Regions from separate parts of the Mus musculus genome. Here region 2 is linked to region 1. Evidence: chromatin contacts called from public Hi-C data. All regions are on one chromosome and are shown on one strand. The core of a region is the stretch at or near the end of the contact, and the rest is flanking DNA. Distances in the headings are between cores, read along the strand shown.

Region 1 (6,271 bases), core at 3,297-5,796:
ACATGTTCAGGACATAAAACGTTATCTCATGTATACCCTGGATTTCCAGAGTCCCTCCTTTTCTGATATGTGGCCAGGGTCCTGTAGCAGAGGCCCCTGCTTGTAACTTTTCCAACCTAGGATGAACCGAGAGTGTCTACCCAGTTAGGGAAGACAGGGGCCAAGGACTGTTAGCAATTTGTGATTCACTAATAAGCTTTCAATACACCTCATACTAGAAATGGACCATAATGAATTCTTTTTCACAGAGGCACATGAAATAATTCATTTAAAAGAGTCTAAAAGCCAGACGTGGTGGCGCATGCTTTTAATCTCAGCACTCGGGAGGCAGAGGCAGGTGAATCTCTGAGTTCAAGACCAGCCTGGTCTACAGAGTGAGTTTTAGGACAGCCAGGGCTACACAGAGAAACCCTGTCTCAAAAAAACAAAAAACAAAAAAGTCTAAATCTGGATATGGTGGCACTTGCCTGTAATCCTAGCTCTTAGGAGGTGGACTAAGAAGATCAGGAGCCAAGGCTATCCTTGGCACATAGGGAGTTGAAGGTCAGCCTGGACTAGGTGAGACTCTATTGAGTGGGGGAAGGAGCCACTAGTGATAGTGTCTCCATCTTGCTTTTTCAATTTCTTTACATTTTCAGATGTCCTTGGGTGTCTGAGTAGAATGCCCCTCCATTTGTGGGTATCCAGCCTGATTCCTACACGTTATAGAAAAGAAAAGCTGAGGACCCAAGAGGGGAAGGGACTTGCCTAGGGCCACATGTCAAAGCCAGGATTCAAACTCAGCTCTTCTGATCCTCAACCCAAGCACAGCCTGAAAGGGGCGGGGCAATTCAGGCTGGAAAGAGGGAAGCGGTGTGGGTAGAGATTGGGGAGCTGACCGGCATGTCAGCACTGAGGGACTATACTAATCTCCCCCACAGTGCAAGCCAAGAGCCCAGGCTGGTTCAGCTCCTTGAACTTCCCAGTCCTTTCCTGGATAGACACTTGATAGGCAGGCTCAGGTTCCTCATTATGTGGCCGTGTCTTACCAGAACACTGAGGCCAGGTGACACATGTTTTTATTCCCTGTTGATGAGAAGTTCTATGCCCAGGGAAATCTACTGTTCTCTGGCCGGACTTCTTGGGATGTTAAAATTATCTGGACAGCCTATTATAGTAGCTGCTTCTATGTGAACCTTCTTGTTGCTGTTTTGAGGGGATTTTTGTTGTTGTTGTTGTTGCTCTTTGTTTGTTTGTTTGTTTTAAAGATTTATTTATTCATTATATGTAAGTACACTGTAGCTGTCTTCAGACGCTCCAGAAGAGGGCGTCAGCTCTCGTTACAGATGGTTGTGAGCCACCATGTGGTTGCTGGGATTTGAACTCCGGACCTTCGGAAGAGCAGTCGAGTGCTCTTACCCACTGAGCCATCTCACCAGCCCCCTGTTTGATTTTTTAAAAAAGATTTTACTTTATTTTTAAATGTGTGTGCGCGTGTGCATGTGTGTTTGCATTCATACATGTTCACACATGTCTTTGGAGGCCAGGGCTGTCGAATCTGCACAGGGCTGGAGTTACACACAATTGTAAGCTTCCACCAACAAGGAAGATGGGAACTAAGCTCTTGTCTTCTACAACAGCAATGGATGCTCTAACTGCTGAGCCTTCTCTCGTCCCTTTGTTTATTTATTTTTTAAAGATTTATTTATTATTATAAATAAGTACACTGTAGTTGTCTTCAGACACACCAGAAGAGGGCATCAGATCTCATTACAGATGGTTGTGAGCCACCATGTGGTTGCTGGAATTTGAACTCAGGACCTCTGGAAGAGCAGGCTGTACTCTTAACTGCTGAGCTATCTCTCCAGCTCCCTTGTTTATTTTTTGAGATAGGATCTCACTATGTAGCCAGACTGACCTCAAACTCACTTCTGCCTCAGCCTCCCCCATGCTGGGTTTACAGATTCGCACCACCCAGCCCTGTTCTTGACAGTGCCCAGTGCCTTGAGGAAGAGAGTATGATGTGGGATTGAGCACTGGACTAAGAGTCTGGAAGGCCCCAAGTTACTCAGGGAGAAGTCACTTCCTCTGTCTGGCCTTCACTTCCTGCTGCAATGGAAGTGAAGTGATGCAATAGTCAGAGGCTCTCCCATCCTTCCCTGGGCAATCCCGACCTCAAGCGCACAGAAGCCACTGAGAAAAGAATTCAGCAAACTCTGCCCCAGCTCCCCTTCCGTGTGCCCGGCCTTCGCCATGGGCTGTGTGCAAGATGTGTGCCTATATCTTTAGTTCTCCCTTCTTCAAACTCCATGTCACACTTGGGACGAGTGGTTGCCAGTATTTTGTGCAGACACTTCTCAGTACAGAGTCTATTCCCTTTGTGGTGAACATCCTTTTTTGTGTTCTTCCTTGATTTTTTTCAGGTCTCAGCTGAGAAGTCACTTCCTGCAGGAAGGCTGCCCAGGCTCCCAAATCCCAACTAGACATCTGCCCTGGTACCTACAGCTCCCTGCAATATTTTTCCTGACAAAACACATCTTTTCCAGTGTTTGCTGTAACTATCTGATCATATGCCACAGCCTCCAGAACAGTGCCATCCAACAACACCCTCTGCAATGGTGCAGGGAATGGACAGACTTGTAGGCCCATGTGGTATTCAGAAACTGAAGACCAGACAGGAGAAATGACTTCTAAGTGAATTTAGTTAGGGGTTTCCTGACTCCCAGTCTAGCACTCTTTTCTACACCATACCATCTTCCTCATGGCACTGACCACTCTTCAAGGGCTCAAAGCCACATGCATAGTAGTACACACCTGTAACCTCAAGTCACATGTAGGAACAGCTGTCATCCTGGCTATACATCACAATGAAAGGTGCCTAATGCTATTAAGGAACTGAGTGTGTGTGTGTGTGTGTGTGTGTGTGTGTGTGTGTGTGTGTATGTGTGTGTGAGTGTGAGTGTGTAGGACATGTGCATATGTGTGTACATATACGTGAAGCCCAGCAGTGAACCTCAGGTGTTACTCCTTAGGTGACAACCATCTTGTTTTTTATGACAGGTTCTCTCACTGCCTCCGGCTCATCAGTTTAGCTAGACTGGCTGACCCACAGATCCCAGATATCCTGTCTCTGCCTCCCCAGCACTGGCCTGTGTGTATCTACACCAGACTTTTAAATTTGGGTGCTGGGGCTCAAAATCAGTGAGCACTTTACCCACTGAGCTATTTCCTCATTTCCTCAATTATTGCTTTTATTTAGGTTTAGTTAATTTACATTTGATCCACCATATGTGGATAATGGTCACTCAGTTGGATAGGACAGTCCTGAACTAGGGATAATCAAGAAAGCCTCTCTCACCCAGGTGGCCTCTTCCTATCTCCTCAGACATTTTTGTGGCAGGTAGTGAATGGCAGTGGGTAACTTTATATATGTAGTCAGTGGTTTACAAGGGGTGTCGACAAAGCATCTTTTGGCTTCTGGTACAGTTGCAGAAAGCAGACAGAGCAAGACTCAGTTTCCCACTTTGCAGTGGGTGTGACAGTGAGTGAGATGGGGGTCAGTGACACGTGCATGTGTGAGCAGTCATTTGTTGTGACAAAAGACTGACAAGCAGCATCTTAGAGGAGGGGTTTATGTTGGCTCCCAGTTTGAGGTGATACAGTCCACTCTGGTAGGAAGGCCTGGCAGTGTGGGAGTGGCTCTAAGCTGTGGTGGCAAGTGCATCCGGGGGCTCGCTCACATCTAGTGGATCAGGAAGAGCAGAGAAAGCAGAAAACAGTGCTTGAACAACCCTCTCCTGATCCCCACTTTTCATTCAGTCTGGAACCCCAGCCTCCCCGGACAGTGCTGTCCACATTCAAGGTGGGTCTTCCCTCTTTTGGAAAACCTCTCTGGAAAAGGCCTTACAGGCACACCCCAGGTGTATCTCCTCGAGACTTCTAAATCCAGTGAAGTTGATCATAGAGAATAACCATCACACAAAGCTCAGGAGGAAGTGGCATGCTCAGACTGCAGCTGGCAGGTTCAGAACGGGCCAAGGGTTTCCAAGTGTGGCTGGACATCCAAGTGAGACTCAGCAAGACTCAGCATCTGGGGAAGAATGAGAAACTTTTCCTCCTCTGGAGAGGATGCTTGGGAGCAGATGAGGCAGGAACAAGACAGGAGGACGTGAGCAGGATGCCTGGAGATTTCCCCAAGGCCACGCACACTGGAATCCCCCACTTTGAACAAAAGAGGAAACATATATCTCCAGGCCATCCCAGCAGGGCAGCCCAGGTGGCCTGTGTCCTTGTACCTGCCTTTGCTTGATTCCCAGCCCAGCTCAGGAGCCAGCAGGCTCTCAGCTCTTCTCCAGAGCCCCCTCCCCTTCCTGGAATCTACCACAAGTGACAGGCAGCCTGGGGAGCAACAGGTGGAGGCTGGCAAAGGGCCCTCTGCTCTGCCAGAGGCGGGATGGGGCCTCAGCTCGGCCTTGTGGGGCTGCCTGGTGGCTGGCTTCTCCATCATGGGGGAATTCCCCTCCTGCCTCAGAGTCAGCTCCGCCCAGCCCTCCTTCCTGCAGAAGCTCAGAAAGCCCAGCAACCTTCACAGGGACACAGGGAGGCATGGCCGCACTCACTGGGCACATCTTCAGATCACCTCGTGCATTCTCGGATGAGTGACCTGGGCTGAAGGTAGGTGTGACAAGGCAGATTCCAGGAGCGTCACACGGTAATGTCAAGGCCACCAGACCTTCCCAGCTGTGTGTCAGTAACTGCTTGGCCTCCTCTTCTCTGCCAGCTGGGGTCTTTTGCTCCCCAGCCTAGCTTGGTGGGCCCACCTAGGGCCTTGAATTCTGTGTCTCTGTTCTTCCCTGAGCCTCCTTTGCCCTCTGACCTCTGTCTCTCTCCCTCGTACTTGTTCTGACCAATCTTCTCTCCGAATGTCTGCAACTTTTCCAAAGGGAAGGAAAGAGAGACTTTCTCTTTTTCTGTACTATCCCTCTCTCTGAGGGGTGAAGGGGACTTTTCTCTTTCTTGTTCCCATATTTTCTTGTGTGTGAGAGGACATGTTTGCATTTGTGTCAGGCTCCCAGGAGCAGGTACATATATCGGTCCATGGGAGTGTTTATGTTTGTGGATGGTCTGGGTGTCTGTCTCTGTGTGAATGTGAATTTTGAGGGGGATGGTGTGGGATGAGCTGGGCAGTTTGGAAGTCTAAACCCAAACAAGGAAGGTTGGTGGAAACCCATCTTGCTCCCTGGGGGACACAATAGCTGTTGAGCCCCTCCTCAGCACTGGAATGAAGGAACCCCTCCCCTGTCTCCAGACTTCTTTGCTCTGAGGCCCACTGGCTCCTTCTGAGGGTGAACCTTTCACCGAGAACTTGAGGCCCTGGGAGTGGGGCCAAGGGCTGGCAGATGGTGGGGACTTCTTTTTTTGATAATAAGCAGTCCAGTTTTTCCGAAGCTGGTCAGAGGGCCAGCCTAGGGAAGTCCCTGGCTGGGGGAGGTAAGGGCCAGAGGCTGGGTCTGACTTTTGACAGTGACCTCTGGACTGCAGAATGAGGGAGGAATGTGGCGAGATTCTAGAAGACATGAGAAGGTATGGGGTAGATTGAGAGAGAAATGCTATTGGGGCCTGGTAGGGCTTCCCAGGATTGGGCAATGTTCTGGTCCTATGGGTCTGCCTCCCTTAGGGACTAATCTCTTCCCACTTCCAGGAAGATGATGAGGAGCAAGCTAGGATCCCAGTTTGGAGCCAGCTTGATACTCTGATTTGGAGTCAGGCGGGCCAGAGGGAGAGAAGCCAGAGAAGGAAAGACCCAGGACTCCTCGAGACCGTGGGAGGGGCCTGGCAGGGCCAGTGTATGAGGAGCTGGGAATTTCCCTGGTGTCATTGTCCTAGAAACCAGAGAATAACAGGCAGGTTAGGGACACAGGAGAAAGAGCCGGGGAGGAGAAAGAGGAGGACAAGGCTGGCGAGGAAGCCAGCAGCCGTGGCCAGAGGCCACCTCCTCAGACAGCTCTCAGTGAGATCCAGGCAAAGTGAGCCCCAGCAGTAGGCCTGAGATCCCCTGAGAGAGGAAGATCCACACTCCCTGCTGCCCCAGACCACAATGACCATGCTTCTTATCACTAGGGCCATTTCTCTCTGTGTGTGCCACAAACTGGCCCTGCTGTTGTCCCCATAGCCTTGCTTAGAAAGCTAGGTTACAGACCAGGAGTGAGTGTCAGGGTCAGAATCAAAGCCCAGACTTCAGGAGGTGGGAGGTGTCCTGGGAAGAGGGCAAGTTGTGAATGCAAATGCTTTC
Region 2 (6,948 bases), core at 514-3,013, 78 kb after region 1:
TAGTAGTAGTTTCATGAGAGTTCATTAGTTATAGACCAAAGAAAGTCATAAGTCAAGGCTTTACCAAACATTCTAGAGAGGTTCCAAGCCTTTTGAAAAAGGTAGCCAGTGCTCTTAACTACTAAGCCATCTCTCCAGTCCTCATTTTTTGGGGGAAGGGGAGAATTTGGGGATATTTATTTGTTTGTGACAGTGTCCCTAATGTAGCCCTGCCTAGCCTGGTGCTTATTATATAACCCGTGCTAGTCTTGAACTCACAAAACTCTGCCTGACTGTACCTCCTAAGTGCTGGGTGCTGATTTACAATGAAGGAAGCAGGCATAGAGAGGTTCAGTAAACCTGGCTTCTCGGTAATGGAGATGGGATCTGTCCTAGTTAGCTTTAACTGTCCATCAAGTTGACACAGACTGAGATAACTGATCTGAGAAGGAGCCTCAGTTGAAGAATTTTCTAGATCAAATTGGCCTGTGGCCATACCTGTGGAGGATTGTCTTAATCTTTGATGCAGGAGAGCCCAGCTCACTGTGGGCAGCACCACCCTTAGGCAGGAGGGCCTGGGTTGTATAAGAAAGTTAGTTAGACCCTCAGGGTGAAGCATCAAGCAGCCTTCCTCCTTGATTTCTGCTTCAAGTTCCTGCTTGAGTTCTTACCCTGACATCACTCATTGTTGGATCATCAACTGAAGTATCAGACAAACAAACCATTTCTTTCTTTAATTTGCTTTTGGTTAGAGTGCTTCTTCATTGTTGCAGACTTTGAGACCACCGGGAGAGACCACCTGAACTCTTATCAAGTTTTAATTAGCCAAATTTTATTAAAGCTGCAACTAACCACAATCTCCTTGGATGGATTTAAGACTGCAACTTTTTAAAGGCTACATCTGCTCCTGGGGACCTTCAGTTCTGCTGGCATGGGACAACATCCTAGGCCGGTGTTTTGTATTGTCTTATCAGCCTCAGGTTGCTCACAGGGCTGGCCTCAGCCCTCTAAGATGGAGTCCTCAGCTACTATATCATAACAGAAGAAGAACAGGCTTCCATCTTGGAGAGCTCACTTTGTGCCCTGCATTTGTAGTCCAGACAACGGAGGGGACTTGCCTGCCATTCACATGGTAGTTTCTTACCGTTAAGGCAATGGAAGAGCCAGACAGAAGTCCAGAAGAAGCCAACAAGCAAAGTATCTATGCCCTCCTGTTCTACACTGTTCCTCCACCCCAACCTACCCTCCAGATGATAGGATCAGTTTATTAAAAAGCAGAGAGCCCTAGGGCATGGCCTTGTGGGAACGTGCCAAGGCCAGCCTGACCCCATCAGAATCAGTTGTCTTGAGCTTGAAGCCTGGCTTTTTGGTCCATCCCCCAAGGCAGTAAAAGGGCAATCAGCTTAACATGGCCAGCAGTGGCAATGGGGACAAGTTTGGAGAAGACAGGCAGGGAAGGGAAAGGATTTCTCCTTAGAGGGAAGGTTAGGGTGAAGGATAATAGGAGAACCAAGAAAACTGAAGCTCAGAAAGATCAATTGCCCACTCAGAGGTACCAGGTGCAGGTCCTCTGGAAAGGCATCCTTGTCCACTAGAGAAGATAGGGGGTGCAGGGAGGGGGATGGGCAGGAGAGTGGAGAGGGAGAGAGGCAGACATTGTAAAAAGAAGGAAAACGTGTGGTTCTTGGTGCTCTGCCCAGCAAGGGCCGTGTGTTCAGAGCTGTCCCCTCCCAGGAGGCTCACTGGAGAAGGGGCGGGTGTTTATGAAGAGCCTGACTCCAGGAGCAGCATGACCTCCTGGCCTGTCCCTGCTGGTTGCTGCCCCGTGACTGCTCCTGGCTATAAACAGCCTGTTTATTAAACCGCAGGAAATTGGCCCCTCCACCACTTGAGCAATTTGAGAGAACAGGAGGTTCCTGGTCAAGAATTTACAAACTGGGAGGGCTGGCTGCTGGGAGCCTATGGTGCTCAAAGACCTGGCTTGAAAGGGCTTTGGGGAGAGTGCCCTCCGTCCGCTCCTCTTGCAGCCTTGCTTAGGGCTTCCCAAACCCTGGAGGCCCTCAAGAGTCAGAGGTGGCCCCTTGAAGGCTATTACGTTGACTTACCTCTTTATTTGGTCAAATAGCCCCATGATTAGAGCACTATAGTGACATCAAATGAGAAGAGAGATTTCAAAAGCACTTGGAGGGAGGCAGGAAGAGCTAGCGCCTGAAAAGTGCTTGTCTTGCAAGCTTGAAGACCAGAGTTCAATCCCTAGAGTGCTCTCGTTCTCTCTCTCTCACTCTCTCTCTCTCTCTAAAAGCTGGGGGTGGGGGTTGTAGAGATGTCTCAGCAGTTAAGAACACTTCCTGTTCCTGTTTTTGCAGAGAATCTAGGTTCAGTTCCCAGTACACACAGGGCAACTCAAACTGTCTCTAACTCCAGCTCCAGGGGATCCTCAATGCCCTCTTCTGTGTTTGGTAGGCACCAGGCACTTGCATGCACACAAAATGAAAAAAAAAAAAAAAAAAAAAGACGGGTGTGTGGCCCACATCTGCAGTCCCAACACTGAAGAGGCAGAGACAGGCAGATCCCTGGGGCTCACTGACCATCAGCCCAGCCATCTTGAAGAGTTCATCTAGGCCTTGCTTCAAAACAAGGGAGGGCTGGCAAGACAGCTCAGTGGGTAAAGGCACTCGTTGCCACAGATCTGAGGAGAGCTTGATTCCCAACCTGTATGTCGAAAGGAGAGAACTGACTTGTGGACATAGTCTTCTGACCTGCATTATGGTCTCGTGTACATGGATCAGGGCACTCCCCTCCAAAAAAAAAAAATACATATATATAAAATTGTTTAAAAGAAAAAGAAGGTGAACTACACTTGGAAAGTAGCACTTGAGGTTGTCTTCTGACTTTCACACAGCTCGGCGCAAATGTATAACACCACACACACACACACACACACACAGAGCACAGGACCTGAGTCCTGTCTGGTTCAGCCGATCACTTACTTCTCCCCATAGCCAATCACTCAGGACAGAATCACTTAGGAGATGAGTGCGTTGCCACGTAGTGTGTCCTTTTTGTCCTTACCTTATGGCTTTGTGTGACCTCAAGGCCACCACACCAAGCTTCTCCGTTACACGCTTGTGCTCCTGTGCCTGGAGGATTCCCTGAGATGCCGGGATTGACATGAAACCCGGTACCTCTGCTGAACAGTTGAGATTTGGCAGATCCATGCTGGATATCCTTTGAGAAACCGCGTAAAAGTGCTCCCAAGGAACCTACCAACTTTAAAGGCACATGGTTGACACTGCTATAGAGAAAGGCAGGCTGACAAAACAAAACCAAAAAAGCATGAAGTGGATTTGTTTGATCAAAGTTTCACCTGACACATGGTCTTTAATATCAAAGACCAGAGACTCCAGGATAGCTGTCTGTGTTTGTACTGGGATTGCCACTGGGGATGTGACTCGGTTGGTACAGTGCATGCATAAGACCCTGGGTTTGATCCTCAGAACCTGATAAAAATGGATAGTGGTACTCACCTGCTCTAGGGAGACAGAGGCAGGAGGATCTCTGAGTTCAAGGCCAGCCTGGTTCTAAATATCCAGTTCCAGGACAGCCAGGGCTACACAGAGAAACCCTGTCTCGAAAAATCAAACACAAAACCAAACAATAACGACAAAAATGATTTATTGGTTTTTAAACAGTGATTGGAAGGCAGACTTGGTGGCTCAGGCCTGTAACCTGAGGCTCAGGAGGCAGAGGCATTGTAATAGTAAATTCAAGCACAGCCTGGGCTGCATAGTAAGAAGAAAAAGAGGGGAGCTGGGCTAAGAATTGTTTTGAACAGGGATGGCAGATTGCTGGAACTGGAAGGGTGAAATGGGAGGACGTGGGAAACCACAGGGGAAAACTCTGGGGAGTGAATTTCTGGGAAAGGGAGGGCATGTCTAAACCCGAGAATTAGACGGAAAATCAGGATATTTACCACTTGGGAAAAGAACAGCACAAACAGCGTCTCTAATTCCGTGGTGAGACATGACCTCCCAAGGACACAGGCATTGCGCCATAATTGAAAGGTGCTGAAAGCCAGCCTTTCGAAGCACTCATCCTGCTGGCTGGCCAGTGTCTCTGCAGGAGTGTTGTGGTTCCCCCACCCCACCCCCCACATTCCAGAGACTTCTCGATGCATTTACACTTGGAATAGGCCTCTGTCTTTTCCATTCTTTCTACATTCTATCAAACCTCATCTTTAAAAAAAAAACAACAACAAAAAAAAACCTATCTCTGTGTGTGTGTGTGTGTGTGTGTGTGTGTGTGTGTGTGTGTGTGTGTATACGTGTACATTTGCCACATCTGAGATCTGAGGACCACTTGTGAAACTCAGTTCTTCCTTCCACCAAGGGTGCCACATACTAAACTCAGGTCCTCAGGCTTGGCCTGACCCATCTTCCCTGCCCACTGATTTTGTATCTTGAAGATAGAAACCCAGTGGCAGGATAGCAGTTCACAGAGGCCTGCACATAACCTTATTTATCTTTTCTTTATTTGTGTTGTTTTGGTTTCATTTGTTTTTGTTTGTTCCGTTTTGAAAGGAGAATGCTAAAGCACGGGGTGGCTGTGGGCCTGTCATCCTCCTGCCTCTGCCTTCCAAGCGCTGAGGTTACAAGCTTGTACCACCATGCCTGGTTCCCCTTGCTGAACCTGTCTGGTTATGGTTTTCTTTTGAGGCAGGGTCTCACCATTATAGCCCTGGCTAACGTGGAACTCAGTAGACCAAGCTGAACGCATAGAAGTCTACCTGCTTCTACCTCCTGAGTGCTGGGATTAAAGGTGTGCACCACCAATATGGAATAGCATCTCTTATAGCCCAGGCTAGCCTTGAACTCATAGTGCTGCTAAGGATGATCTTTAATTCTTTAACGTCCTGCCTCTGTGTCTCAGGAGCTGGTAGAGCAGATATATGCCTGGCTCTCCTGGCTGAATCTGATTTTTTTTTTTTTTTTTTTTTTTTTTGAGACAGGGTTTCTCTGTGTAGCCTGGCTGTTCTAGAGCTTGCTCTGTTAAACCAAGCTGTCCTAGAACTCAGAAATCAAAGGCCTGTACCACCACGCCCAGCTTCCTGATGAGGTTTTTTTTTTTTTTTAAGATTTATTTATTACTGGGGGTGGGTGGGTATGGGGGACTTTTGGTATAGCATTGGGAATGTAAATGAGCTAAATACCTAATAAAAAATGGAAAAAAAAGAGATTTATTTATTACTACACTGTAGCTCTCTTCAACACACCAGAAGAGGGCGTCAGATCTCATTACAGATGGTTGTGAGCCACCATGTGGTTGCTGGGATTTGAACTCAGGATCTTTGAAACTCGAGCACTCAGTGCTCTTAACCAGGGAGCCATTTCTTCAGCCCCCCTGATGAGTCTTCAGTAAAAGTTTTACCTGGCTAGTTCCCTGGGTCATTTATCTTGTGGTTCAGGTACCATGCCTAAACTACCAGCTGCCTGTGTCTGTCCTGCCACTGTGAGTGAGTCTAACTCACATCCTCTTGGCTGCCTATCAGGGAGACCTTAGTCACAGGCATCTCTTCTGTCTTCCCTGACAGCTAATGAGATTCGGGACCCTGGGGAAGCTTGTCCTAGCAATGCCCTTTGGCTTCCGTTGCTTTTGTAGTTATCTTTGGCTAGGATTATTTTAACAACCCCCTAACTGGTGCCTCTGTTCCATGACACAGTGCACCAGATTAATCTTTTACAGCACCCATGATGTCATTTACTTCAGTTGCAAACAAAATACAGAGGAATGCTCTTGTTTGCCTGGTTTTCCTGCTGTGCTCAGCCTGTGCCACCAGACCTGGGAGTACTGTTTCCTCAGACTCCTCCCCTGCCTAGGCACACTGACCCCCGAAGTCTGTCCTTGCTCTGTGTCCACAGCCACAATCTTTTGTGGGCCTGGGAAATCCATATTAAGATGTGAGTTCTGAATGGTATATCGCTCAGTCAGCTCCATGCTTGCTCAGAGTGTTTAAAGTTGTCTTTGTCCATGTTTGCCAAAGTTGTCATGCCTTGCCCAACAAGACATGAGCCAAGTGAGGTACCACAACACCTGCAGTTCTAGTACTTGGAAAGTGGAGGCAGGAGGAGTAGAAGTCACAGGTCATCTATATAATAAGTTCAAACCAGCCTTGGCTACATGAGATCCTATCTCAAGAAAAAAAAAAGATTCTAATATTTTGCCACAACAACCTAGTCATCACCCCTCCCTTTTTGTCTCCTTTTTTCCTTCCTTCCTTCCCTCACTCCCTTCCTCCCTATCATCGTTTGTTCCTCCAAGCCTCATACATGCTAGACAATCCCTCTATCACTCAACGATATCTTCATCATTTTTGCCCAAGCGGGCTTTGAACTTGTGCTCCTGCCCCAGCCTTCTTGGTAGCTGGGGCTTTAAGCCTGCCAATACAAGTTTCTCTCTTTTAAGGTTTTAATTTTTATTCTTGTGTGTGTGTGTGTGTGTGTGTCTGTCTGTGTGTCTGTCTGTCTGTCTTTTATGATGCCTTTGGGTGCCTGCCTAAGAGGGTATTGAATCCCTTGGAGCTGGGGTGATAGGAGGCTGTGAGCCATTGGACACGGATGCTGAGAACTGAACTGAGGACCTCTAGAAGAGCAGCAAGCATTTCAACCACTTGCTAGCTTTGGTACAATTTCTTAACCATACTGACTAGCAGCTTTCTTCCCTGTAAAACAGAGCGTGACACTTCTATGTCTCAGCAGTGTCTGTCACCGGTCACGCACCCCTTAGCTCTTATCTTCCCTCTTTGATAACGCCGTGCACAGCATCACCAGCAGCTTGAAGGCAGAGTGAGTTTCCTGCCTTCTTGGGCCCTTGTTTATTCTGCTGTGTGACCACTGGTCTATTTGTGGATGAATTCGTCCTCACACCTGATAAGGACTGCCGAGGGACGGGAATCTTCTTATTTATTCCTGT

The links. A called contact is a pair of places that touch in the nucleus more often than the background predicts.
Region 2: a contact with region 1 is called in a Hi-C map of bone marrow-derived macrophages, with 67 read pairs. The contact joins the enhancer-like site here to the promoter of Tnip1 in region 1. A contact is called at or near these places in 5 of 39 promoter capture datasets (3T3-L1-derived adipocytes, the C10 cell line, the HPC-7 cell line and 2 more), 1 of 15 datasets of contacts at CTCF or cohesin (CD8 T cells), 25 of 484 Hi-C or Micro-C datasets (the C2C12 cell line, CD8 T cells, ECoMG-derived neutrophils and 20 more), 17 of 115 datasets of contacts at active chromatin or transcription factors (the HPC-7 cell line, the SCID.adh cell line, bone marrow-derived dendritic cells and 10 more) and 4 of 9 other capture datasets (adipose tissue, liver, macrophages and 1 more).

What each region holds. Positions count from the first base shown.
Region 1 is chr11:54,961,215-54,967,485 of GRCm38.p6, reverse strand. It overlaps Tnip1 (TNFAIP3 interacting protein 1), which reads left to right and starts at 4,546. Exons shown (of 19, transcript NM_001199275.2): 1 at 4,546-4,653.
Region 2 is chr11:54,879,961-54,886,908 of GRCm38.p6, reverse strand. No RefSeq gene overlaps it. Among named protein-coding and RNA genes, the nearest start is that of Hint1, 17 kb to the right of the region's middle. RefSeq lists an enhancer at 2,752-6,948. Within about 2 kb of position 1,763, at least 114 of the 459 cell types and tissues checked have an H3K27ac peak or open chromatin away from gene starts, as enhancers often do. A contact at or near this core is called in ECoMG-derived neutrophils, the HPC-7 cell line, the SCID.adh cell line and 13 more, where this site is marked.